2 separate regions of the Hordeum vulgare genome follow, and region 2 is linked to region 1. The links are chromatin contacts, called in public Hi-C maps. All regions are on one chromosome and are shown on one strand. The core of a region is the stretch at or near the end of the contact, and the rest is flanking DNA. Distances in the headings are between cores, read along the strand shown.

What was found. A called contact is a pair of places that touch in the nucleus more often than the background predicts.
Region 2: a Hi-C map of leaf shows a contact between it and region 1, with 4 times the contacts expected there. The contact joins the promoter of LOC123398398 here to the promoter of LOC123396412 in region 1. A contact is called at or near these places in 2 of 6 Hi-C or Micro-C datasets (leaf and seedling).

What each region holds. Positions count from the first base shown.
Region 1 is chr5H:14,476,468-14,481,959 of MorexV3_pseudomolecules_assembly, forward strand. It overlaps LOC123396412 (probable glutamate carboxypeptidase PLA3), which reads left to right and starts at 1,842. Exons shown (of 1, transcript XM_045091356.1): 1 at 1,842-3,377. The coding sequence starts at 2,003. The coding sequence ends at 2,911. It also overlaps the pseudogene LOC123396198.
Region 2 is chr5H:14,603,024-14,609,093 of MorexV3_pseudomolecules_assembly, forward strand. It overlaps LOC123398398 (noroxomaritidine/norcraugsodine reductase-like), which reads right to left and starts at 4,719. Exons shown (of 5, transcript XM_045092874.1): 1 at 4,583-4,719; 2 at 4,286-4,493; 3 at 3,971-4,196; 4 at 1,993-2,099; 5 at 1,186-1,526. The coding sequence starts at 4,668. The coding sequence ends at 1,362.

The sequences.
Region 1 (5,492 bases), core at 592-3,091:
TTTACAAAAGTCAAGAATATTATTGGGTGGGTGGGTGGGGGTGGGAGCATTCTTGTTTTGCATGAAACCCTGAATCATGTACATTATTAATAAAGTATATGTCGTTTTGTTTATAGTAGGTTTTGAGAAGTCCTATAAATATCTATTGGTATTTCCTTTGTGAAATTATGAGACTTAAAGGTTTTTCTGCAAAACTATTGATATGATTTTGAGGATATGGTTTTCCTAGCTCCAACGAGCTTATTTTGGACCCTATGGATATTATTATTATTTTTACCTTGAGTGGCATGGATGCGTAAGGAACTTTTACTGATTTCGCTGAAAAATAGTAAAAAATCCCTTAATTTTAGAGTGCAAGGAAATGCAATTTTTCAGTAGAACTGCCAAAGTGAATTCGATACCAATCACTATGCATTCAAAATCACTTGTTGATTATTGGAGGCTGATAACAAGATGCAATGCTAAAACATGAAAGGAGTGAATGCCCTTAAATTAAGCCTCAACGTAGCTATACCAAGCAAAAGGGCACACTTTTATCGATCTCATGTGCAAGATCCACCCAACACGACACATAGTGCCGGCTACTACCTCCGTTCTTAAATATAAGTCTTTTTTAGATATTTCAATAGAAGACTAAATACGAAACAAAATGAGTAAATATATACTTTAAAATATGTCTATATATATCTGTATATAGTTCAAAGTGTAATCTTTAAAAAGATTTATATTTAAGAACAAAGAAAGTATATCATATGGATTATGGATTTATTTTTTTAATATGCCTATAGGGGGTGGGGGGTGGGGGTGATCTCCCCTTGTATATTAATCTCCATTTAAAAGGAAATTGAATTGATTTATATGGAGAACTAAGTCTAAAACCATGATTCCGTTTGCGTGTGAAACCAAATCGAAAACCTTAACAACTCGAAAGAGAATACATCTTTATCAACACAAAAACACATGTAGTACAATATAATTACAAATAGTGCAGTGCTAATATGTCATGCATGTGTACATCGTAACATAAGCAAGTATAAATGAATTAACTTGTGGTTGGATGGTTAGAAGAATTGTGATATTCCTTACTCATAAGAGTTTTAAGTTTGAGACATTGATGTTCATATTTTTCTGAATTAATTTCAGGTCTTTCAACAATGTACGTTCAGTAGAATAAGACAATTTCATCTACAAAGATATACATTCATTCATAAGGATAGGAGCGACTTCGACTGTACCGTATTAAAACACACACAAACAAATATAACTATAGGAACAGATATAAATAAATAAAAAATTGCGGGAAACAAATATAAATGTAAGAGGAGTAAACAACATGGGACACCGGATTGAACAGAGCAGTAAACGCCAACTGCTCACTTGACAGTCTCTGCTAGCTAGAGTCCCATCCTAAGTGAGGAGTGACATAAAGCTCCATCAACACGTCCCATTCTTCCATCCACAGGCAATGAGCGAGAGCGAGCCCAAAACGCACCGACCCGCCACAACCCACAGGTGCGCCGGTCCCTGTCCTCTGCTCTCGGTAGTCGGCACGTCGCAAATACGGAGCTCGCTAGTGGACCGAGGTGCGCCGCGCACCGCCCCAGCCCGCCAATCCGCGCGACGCAGCCGGCCCCGCCGCCGGCACTTGCTCCCTCCCAGTGGAAGCTCCCCCCGGGACCCCGCTCCCTCGTAGTAAAGCCTAGTACTCCTACGTCCTACATGCAGCGTACATCGTGCAGCGTACTTATCCGAAGAAACGGCAATGGCGAGACGCGAGAGCGAGCATGCCATGCTGCGCATCTTCCCAATCCCATCTGTAACTTACGTATAGACCACCGGTATACCGTGGTAGGGTAGAGTACACAGTACAGCGTGCTACGATGGCGAGCCGCACTAAAGTTGGTAACGGCCACCTTTCCATGGCCGTAAAAGCCGCGCACGGGTGGTGGGCGCGCCGACGCCCGCTGACACTCGGAGCCCCCACGCGCCCAGCCGCCGCGAAATGCCGCACCCCTCCTCGTGGCCTTCCTCGCCGCGGCAGCCGCTCCGCCTCGCGCGCGTCCTCCTGCCCTTCGGCCTGCTGCTCCTCGTCTCCCTGCTCGTCCTCCACGGCCGCCCGCCGGGGGCCCGCTCCGGCGCCGACCCCGCCGCGCTGTTCCTCTCCCTCTCCCCCGGGGCCAACGCCAGCATCGCCGCCGACCTGCGCGCGCTCACGGCCGGGCTGCACCTCGCGGGGACGCCCGGGGCAGCGGGCGTGGCCGCGCACGTGCACGCGCGGTTCCGCGCCGCGGGGCTCCGCACGCTCACCCGCGAGTACGCGCCGCTGCTCTCGTACCGGGCGCACACCTCCCTCGCGTTGCTCGCCGCCGACCGCTCCCTCCTTGCGCGCCTCTCGACGAACGAGCCGGCGGACCCGGACCGCCGCGTCGTGCGGCCCTACCATGCGTACTCTCCCTCCGGCGCGGCCGTGGCCGAGGCGGTGTTCGTCAACCTGGGCCGGGAGGAGGACCTGGCCGCGCTCGACCGGCTCGGGGTGTCCCTCCGCGGCCGCATCGCCGTTGCAGTCCGCGGGGGTGGGTATCGCGGCGGGGTGGTGGCACGCGCCGCGGAAAAGGCCGCCGTCACAGTGCTCATCGCCGGCCATGCGGACGGCGGCGTCGAGAGGGGCGCGGTCCTTCTCGGCGGCCCGGGCGACCCGCTCACGCCCGGCTGGGCCGCGACGGACGGCGCGGAGCGGCTAGGGTTCGACCACGAGGCGGTCAGGCGGCGGTTCCCGACGATCCCGCCCATGCCGGTGTCGGCCGACACAGCCGTGGCCATCGTGCGGAGCCTGGGCGGGCTGGCGCTCCCGCGCGCAGGCCGACCTTCAGCCAGGAGCCCATACGCAGCGAGTCGCGTTGCAACTGGCTGATGAACGCCAGATCTAGCGATCAACTGAGTGCCACTGTGCACCGGCCCTGCTGCTCCATCACCTGGCAAGGAGGCGGCCATTCCTTCTCCGAGCTCCGCGAGCTGCAATGATAGCTCCTATGCCCCCTCCTCGCTCGACCGCGTTGCGTCATTAAGAGCGGAGCGGGTTGATTTCAAGAAACTATAAGGGGTTGCTTGTAAATATGCACGGAAAAACGGTTTGGTGTGCCTTACAGAAGGACTGCGGGTTAATTACTTGAAAAAAGAGGTACTTTTCTGCAAAAGAGCCACGACGGACGACAGAAGCGCTCCGCGCTTTATTATTAGGGGAGAAGGCGATGTCAGCTACGGTTTTTCTTACGGCATGTGCATCCCAACACAGAAGCTTCAGGAACTAATTATCTCACTCCTTGTTCAGGATATGTAATGAACATATTATTATACAAATGAATTGCCAACATAGTCAACAAAACAGACAATCAAATTGTAAATGTCGTCACACATGCTAATAATTCTACACACATGGAAAAGATATCATAACCTTATTAAGTGATCTTAATTCTAAGCGGAGTTGCCTAGCAAAGATATCATCATGTAAATCATTGGTGACCGTCCCCTTTGTGCCGCAATTTTTAATTTTTTGGGACCTTCCTATCTCCACTTACATCATCGACAACATACAGTAAAATTTAATCGAAATTTAATAGGCTTCTATCAGATGACATGAGTGAAGATCAATGCAGGTTTATGGCATTGAGCATCATCTACTAACCCTTCGAAATGGTGGTTATTCATTTGGACCAATTACATCTCAAGCTGCAGGGGCAACAATATCTCCATGGCCTTGGAGCCCACCATCTCGCCACGTTCCTGCATATGAAGTATTAACATGTAATGGCTGAAACTTTACTTTAAAATGCAATGCTCAAATGTAACAAGAACTCAAATGTAACATGTAAAGCCTTTCTATGCCATTGTTCATCGAGCAACCGGTTGTTTGGTGGTAGACTTTGAGCCTGTAAACCCCACAGAATTTCCTGCCACTGCTGCTGGGGCCTTGCAGTCTTACAAGCTTGCTGTCAAGGCAATCTCCAAGATCCAGGCACTGCCAGGTGGAAGCATGGAGCTGCTATGCAACGCTGTGGTCAAGGAAGTCTTTGAACTTACAGGGTATGATAGCGTTATGGCTTATAAGTTCCATGAAGACAACCATGGCGAGGTCTTTGCCGAGATCACAAAGCCTGGCCTTGAGCCTTATCTCGGCCTGCACTATCCAGCCACTGATATACCTCAAGCAGCTAGGTTTCTGTTCATGAAGAACAAAGTGCGGATGATTTGCGATGTCCGCGCAAGAACCCTAAAGGTCATCGAAGATGAGGCACTCCCCTTTGATATTAGCTTGTGTGGTTCATCACTCAGGGCAGCACACAGCTGTCACCTTCAGTATATGGAGAACATGAACTCGGTTGCATCCCTTGTCATGGCTGTTGTGGTTAATGAGAGTAAAGAGGATGACGAGGCCGAGTCCAAACAACCAGCACAGCAGCAGAAGAAGAAGATACTATGGGGCCTTGTTGTTTGCCACTCAGCCTGGACGTACCGAGCGGGCTTTCTGGCCCGCTCGTGGCCCGCTCGGTCCAGGCCCGACAGCAAAACAGGCCGGTCCGGGCCCAGTAATCCAGACCGAAAAAAGTTCGGTCCGGTCCGGTCTTTAACCGGGCCAAACGAGCGGACCGAGTCCAACAAGAGCAGTTTTCCTTTTATTCAGATGCGTTCCACCTCCACACGATCCTATTGATCTGAAAGGTAACCTCTAAACCATCGTTGTTTCATCTTCCCGTAGTAGAGTACCTCCTCCTCGTCTGGTTGCCGTTGACCATGTCAGTTTACAGCTGTTGTCGAAGTTTCAAAAAATACAGTTTCGTCAGTCCTAGCGGGAAACTGTTAGAATTCAGTTTCGTCAGACAATACATCTTTCTTCCGTTTCTCGCCGAGCACCTGCTGCACCTGCACGCCGGGGTCGCAGCAAGGCCAGCACACCGTCGATCACGCCTTCCTTGGTTCCTCGCCGAGCTCCACGAACACGAGGAGGAAGAGGTAACCTCGCGGGCTCGCCGCCTTCCCTCCCTCTCTGCTTGACTGGTTCAGACTTCAGAGTAGGTGATGTATTTTCTTTCAGTCTAGTCTCTAGTGTCACTGCTACTGGTGGCTGGTGGTGGTGGATCCGTGATTCCGTGGTGCTCCCGATCCGTGGTGGGCTGGTGCCAGCAAGCTCCTGGAGATTGTGCTTCTGTTTCTGGGTTAACAAGTCTTGGTGCCTTAGTGGGAGTTGTGGGTGTCTTTGTTTCTACAGTACTGTTATGCAGTGTTACCAGCTTGTTTTGAAACTTATGCTGTTGTGCAGAATGTTTGGTGAACTATGAATAAGTGAACCCTGAATTCCGTCTATAGTTCTTGCTGTTGTAATCCTGCTGCTGTTGCTACTGAAATTCTGCTGCTGTTGCTACTGAAATTCTGCTGCTGCTGCTATAATATATGCCGACGAGGATCAGGACATCTGGACATGCATCAAGTATTTTTTT
Region 2 (6,070 bases), core at 3,469-5,968, 130 kb after region 1:
ATGTGAGAATATTCAGAGGAGCATGCCCTCAGGTCCACCGACGGTACGTACGTACGGCGATGCTTCTGGTTCTCGACCGTCGGTGTCCTTCTTCACTTGTCGTCAGCCCAGCTGGTGTGCGTCGTTGCTTCCTTGTGCGAAAAGGAGGGGCCTGTTTGGTTTCCAGCCACACTTTGCCAAGTAAAAATTTGGCAGCCACAGTTTAGTTGGCATATGTTTGCTTTTTGCCACATTTTGGCTTGCCACACTTTCTTGTCACTATGGCCCATTTGGCATAGAGTCAATTTTTTTGTCAACTTTTGTTAAAGTTTGACGTTCGTTTTTTCAACCACACTTTGTGGTTTGCCACACTTTAATGACTTGCCATACTTTGGCTTGGCAAAATTAGTCTCCAACCAAACAGGTCCGGAATCTGATGGGCCATCAACCCTAATCCTAAACCGGTCCACATGTGTACGGACGGTACGATTGTGTTATCCAACACGAACGGTCCGTCAAACGATCCGGACATGTTTTTTCCCGCAAAATGGTGACGAAGTTGAGGGGCTTTGTCGGTGACGAAGTTGAGGGGCTTTGTCGGAGTCTGAATAGCAGCTACGTGCGACTTCGACACCCCTAGCCCACTAAATACCCCTCCTAGTTTCTATTTTATTTCAATCTGACTTTTCTTCCTCCTTATTTTTCATCCGCACCCTCCTTCGCCGATGGTCCAGTTGTACCTCCTCGATCGATGTTTCTATTTTATTTCAATCCGACTTCTCTTCCCCCTTATTTTTCGTCCGCACCCTCCTTCGCCGATGGCCTAGCTGTACCTCCTCGGTCGACACACATGCATTGCCAAACCTCTGCAAACCAGCACTGACGCGCCATCCGCGCCATCCACCCAGGACACGTTCGTAGATTGTAGGCAGGTGCGCCCCCCTCGACGTCGTCCATGGTGGTGACCACACCCGATAAGTGCTCAGTCAAATATCATTGAGCTTATTTTCGAACGCCATGTGATCACATGCCGGTTCGTAGACCAACTAGTGATGATTAAAAACAATGAAGAAAGATGAAAGCATGTCACTGTCATTGCCCTCGCCCCTCACCGGAGCTCATCAAACTATGATGTTGTAAATAATCGAGAAGTCGTCGTGATAAAGCCTCAAAGGACTAATGCATCAAAACATTAACCATAGCCGATGAAGAGAAACACAGATTAAAAGGATCCACTTTTTAGACACACGAACTCACATGAACAAATACCAAAGCCATATGGATCAATGAAGAAAAATACCGACATAATCACACACCATTCATCAAAGAGACACCTCACACGCGCTTCAACGGCGCTAGATGCACCGCCGGGGCTAAAATAATTAGCCACTAATGGTTCGACCCCCATCGACATAGATGACCTGGCCGGTGATGTATGAAGCTGCCGGCATGCAAAGGAACGACACCGTCGACGCCACCTCCACTGGCTCACCAAGTCGATGCATTGGAGTTCGCAACAGTGTACTTTTAGTGACCTCCGGATCCACCTGTTAAATTCGATCCAACAATTACCAGTTCTTTAAGCATCAACGATTTGCTAGGCAATTAAGATGTACAATATTATCTCGGTCCGGGTTTATAAGGTTTCCTGTAATTTAGGCATTTAGGTCAAACTTGGACCGCATGTTTGATTTGCAAAACATAATTGCTATCTCACGAAATTTATATTGTTGGAGTTGTATTTGAAAGAAGCTTCAAATGTAACGTTTTTACTACATATGACTCATATTTTTTGACACAAATGCATGGTCAAATTTTAACACAACATATGAGAAGTCATAATAAACCCGGACAGAGGGAGTAGAAAATATGAAAAGTAAAAGTCGCATTTCGAAAAAAGAAGCAGAAGAGTATATTAAAATGTCCCATTATAAGGACTTATTTGTATAAATTAGTCTGGTGAAATATTTAGGCTTATGCATTTATATTTTTCATGTGGTGTTTGGTGCGTACACTCTTTTGCAGCTCGGTATTGATCCCACCCGGAGCGACGGAGTTGACACGAATCTTGTCTGGAGCCCACTCGGCAGCAAGGCTCCTCGTGAGCTGATTAATTCCTCCTGCATGCGTGAGATAATAATATATTAATAATTCCAAAGGAACAACTTAGTTCAATTTTAGAACAATTAAAATTGGCAAATCCAATCCCTCAAAAGGCTTGTGGACCCGGGCGGACAGTGGTCTGTCAAGTCTCAAATAATGCACTCTATAATCAAAGACCTTAAATTAAAAATCACAAATTCATACTATTAGATGCAAGGTAGTAATATTTAAGCGGAGCTTAGCTGGCTCCGCCATGTGGTCCGGCGGCTGGCTGCGCCCCTTGCACCGTCGCACCGTCGGACCAGTCGCCGACGAGGTAGAGTAGGACATCGGGCACTAGCCGGCCACGAGAGTCGAGCTCCCGCCGTCTTTCATGTCCTACTCTTCCTCATCGGAGCCCGTGACCCGAACTGTGTCGATGGATGTGAGATCGATAACGGATCCCTCCTAGAAGGAGCCGACATCCACCACAAAGTGATTGCGACGCCCGTAGTGGTTCACCATACCGTATAGTCTATACGAGGCATCGAAGAGTGCGACTTTGCCTCCAATATCCCCCGCTGCGAGGGATTCCGCCACCTCCCGCGCCCACTGCCTCGCACGGGGGCACGCAACGACATGTTTTCATCGAACAAAGTCAATGGCGCGTCCGCATCAATAGAGTGGATGTGCATCCGCCACCGCGTTCAGATGCCAAACGGACGGCACCGCCTATGATGAGGCGGCAACGACACACCTAGCGCCGGATCCATGTGCCATTTGGCATACGCAATGGATTTTCGTCAGTAGAAGTCCTGTGCTATAGTGCACGAGCCTCCTCCCGGGAGCGGAGAACCGCAAGACGGATGCCCATCTCCTTCTCTGGGCCGGCCGTTCAATCACAAAATTTCTAAGAGCATCCCAAACGAAGAACAAGTTTGGGCCTCCCGCTGTAGATGCTTTTAGAGATTTATTATATTTTGCGGAAGTCTTATAGATTTAACTATTAATATCGTATATCATTTAGATGAAAGATAATATCTCACATCTAAGTATAAAAGTAGTCGTGTGTGTCATGATAATGCAGACGCCAGGTTCGCCTCATAGCTCAATGGTTAGGTTTATTATGAAACCATCACATCAAAGTTTAAGTCTTTAATCTGATATTGATGTTTGTATCTTTTGAATTTATTACAGTCCTTCGGACGATGTATAGATGTACAGTGTCGATTAAATCTTTTGAAGATGTTTATAAAGATGGGATGTACATGCGTCTATAAAAATAAATGTATGTGTATATACATGTGCGTCCACGGAGAACCGGCGTTTGGCTCCCGGGAGTCAAGGAGGCCGAAATTTTTGAAAAATTCAAAATTCAAAACTTTTAGTTTTAAAAATCTGAAAAAATATACAACTAAACAAGGATGTGATCCGCGTGCGTGCAAAATTTCAGATCGAAATACTTTGAAACGTGACCTGTATAAAAAAGACAAATTCATGGTCTGAAATGATGAATAGTAACCTGTGTTAAAAAGTTTCAGATTTATCTTTTTTGCACAGCCCTCATTTCAACGTATTTTATTCTGAAAATTTACACACTTGTGTATTATACCTTCATCTATCTATGTATTTTTTTTCAGATTTTTTAAAATATTAAGATAGAATTTGCATGAAATTTGGAGTTTGAATTTAGAAGCCTTCATCTATCTATGTATTTTTTTTCAGATTTTTTAAAATATTAAGATAGAATTTGCATGAAATTTGGAGTTTGAATTTAGAAGCCTCCATGAAGCTCAGGAGCCAAAAGCAATTTCCGTGCGTCCACGTTTCGTATTGTGTTTAAGAAATATAAATAAGAACTCGAGGCTTGTGCCGTAGAAAAATCGATCAAGAGCCTTGGTTTGCATACCTTTTGTGATGCAGTATAGTGCGAGGGTGGGGTATCCAAGTGAGCTTGCAATTGAGGAGATGTTAACGATGCTGCCTCCTCCGGCGATGGCGGCGTGGAGGAGGAAGGGGTGTGCGAGCTGACTCAGGTGCAAGGCCGACTCTAAGTTGGTCGACATGAGATGCGAGTACTCCTCCGCCGTCCACTCCACCGCCGCCTTCGCCAGATTCCGTCCCACGTTGTTTACCTGCATATAGATACAGAGTTGGTGCCAAATAATGATCCGAGCTGAAAATTAACTTGATCAATCAATCAAAGAGAGTGATCTGATCTTACTAGTATGTCGAGCTTGCCGTCCAAGGATTGCTTCACCGTCTCCATGAGCGTCTCCCTCTCGGCCCGCACGGAGACGTCGCAGACGGAGACGGTGACCGGAAGCTTCATCTCCTCCCACCGCCGACGGCACGCCTCCAGCTCCACCGCGTTCTCGGAGCAGGTGTGCACCCGCGCCCCCAGCCCGACGAGCTCCTCCACGATTGCGTGCCTGCCGTCTGATGCCAGTCACCACTCTAGCATGCAGCTTATACGATACTTACATGAATACATCATGCAGCATGCAACGTACGTACGTACCCAATTCCTCTGCTGCCGCCGGTGACCAGCGCCGTTGCGCCGGCGAGGCTCCACCTCTGCTCCCTGCTAACTCCAGCGGCTGCCATCTCCCTCTCTCTTTCTCCTTCTCTGTGTCTCGGCGTGTCTTGTTGTGTGGATGTCACTTTCTCTCTTATTATGTGATAATGTGAAGATCAAACAGGCCACGTTGGAGTGACCACGCCCACACATGCCGGATGCACACATTCCTGCCACCGAAACACGCGTCTCACATGCCGGATGTCCCATCGCCTCTTTGGATCCCAGAGTAAAATGACATCTAAGGCTAATTCCAACGCACGATCGTACCTCCGTTTCATTCATTTCTCGTTTATCTAGTGTGACAATGAGTTCATGTGTGCCCGCTCGAATTTTTAAATACATCGGTTGTACGTCCACGGCGGCCCCACGAGCTGCTGCGTACTATGCATAGCAATGCTGGACTTTTTCACTGTTTTGACCCACATGGTGTAAAATGATCACACGATGAACTCAATCTGAAAGTATTTTCAGATCTAACCCTTTTAAAAACGCGAGAGCCCGTGGCGTTGCAGCTCAACATAGAAACGCGAGACTATCTTACGTTTGTGTTTCAAATTCAAACGCTTGTTTAACTTATCGTTACAGACTACATGCAAAACGCCAAGGCACATGGCGTTGCATGGCAAGGAGCAAGAGCTGGCTCTGGCTGACATGCACGGCGTCCGGACATTTTTCCGGCAACACACTTCACCAAGCACTGCAGACAGCCCCCATCATCAGCTCACAGCAGAACCAAGGAGGCTCACAGCACGGAGGAACCAAGGAGGCCGTCTTGTTTGTATAAATTTTGTCTAATGTATTCATAATTTTGAAATGTATGCGGATCCCGGCCTTCCACATCCGTGTTTGCGGACTGACCACCCTATCCGTGAACGGTTGCGGAGGAAATTTTTGGGTCACCATTGCAGATGCCCTGAGCTCACCAAGGTGCCCTCTTGTATCTTTCAACCGTTTGTTATCTTTTTCGATGATTGTAATGGTGGCCTTGTGTAATCCTTCGTGACTTGATGACTTCGTTAATTCAAAGCAGGCTCTTGTTGAGCCTATTTTAGAAAAAGAAAAAGAAAATATTGCCCTATTAATTGCTCTCTTGACATAAAAGAATACAAGGTCACACATGACACCTACAGATCACAGATCGAGTTGATGCTTCTGTTAGCTGGATCCACAATGTTTTTCTTCTCGCGACGGCCTCGTTCGAATTTGAGAATATACTCTTTTGTTTTCAAATATAGGTCTTTTTAAAGATTTCATTAAAAAACTACGTACGGAGTAAAATGAATGAATATCTCTCCCTAATAACAAAGCAAATACGGTTTCTAGTCGTCCGTCATGGAAATTATCCCTAAAGTTTGTATAAATTAACCATCATGCCATCGGTAAGTAATAGAAAACGTTTCACAAAGCGAAAAATCTTGTACTGGGCCG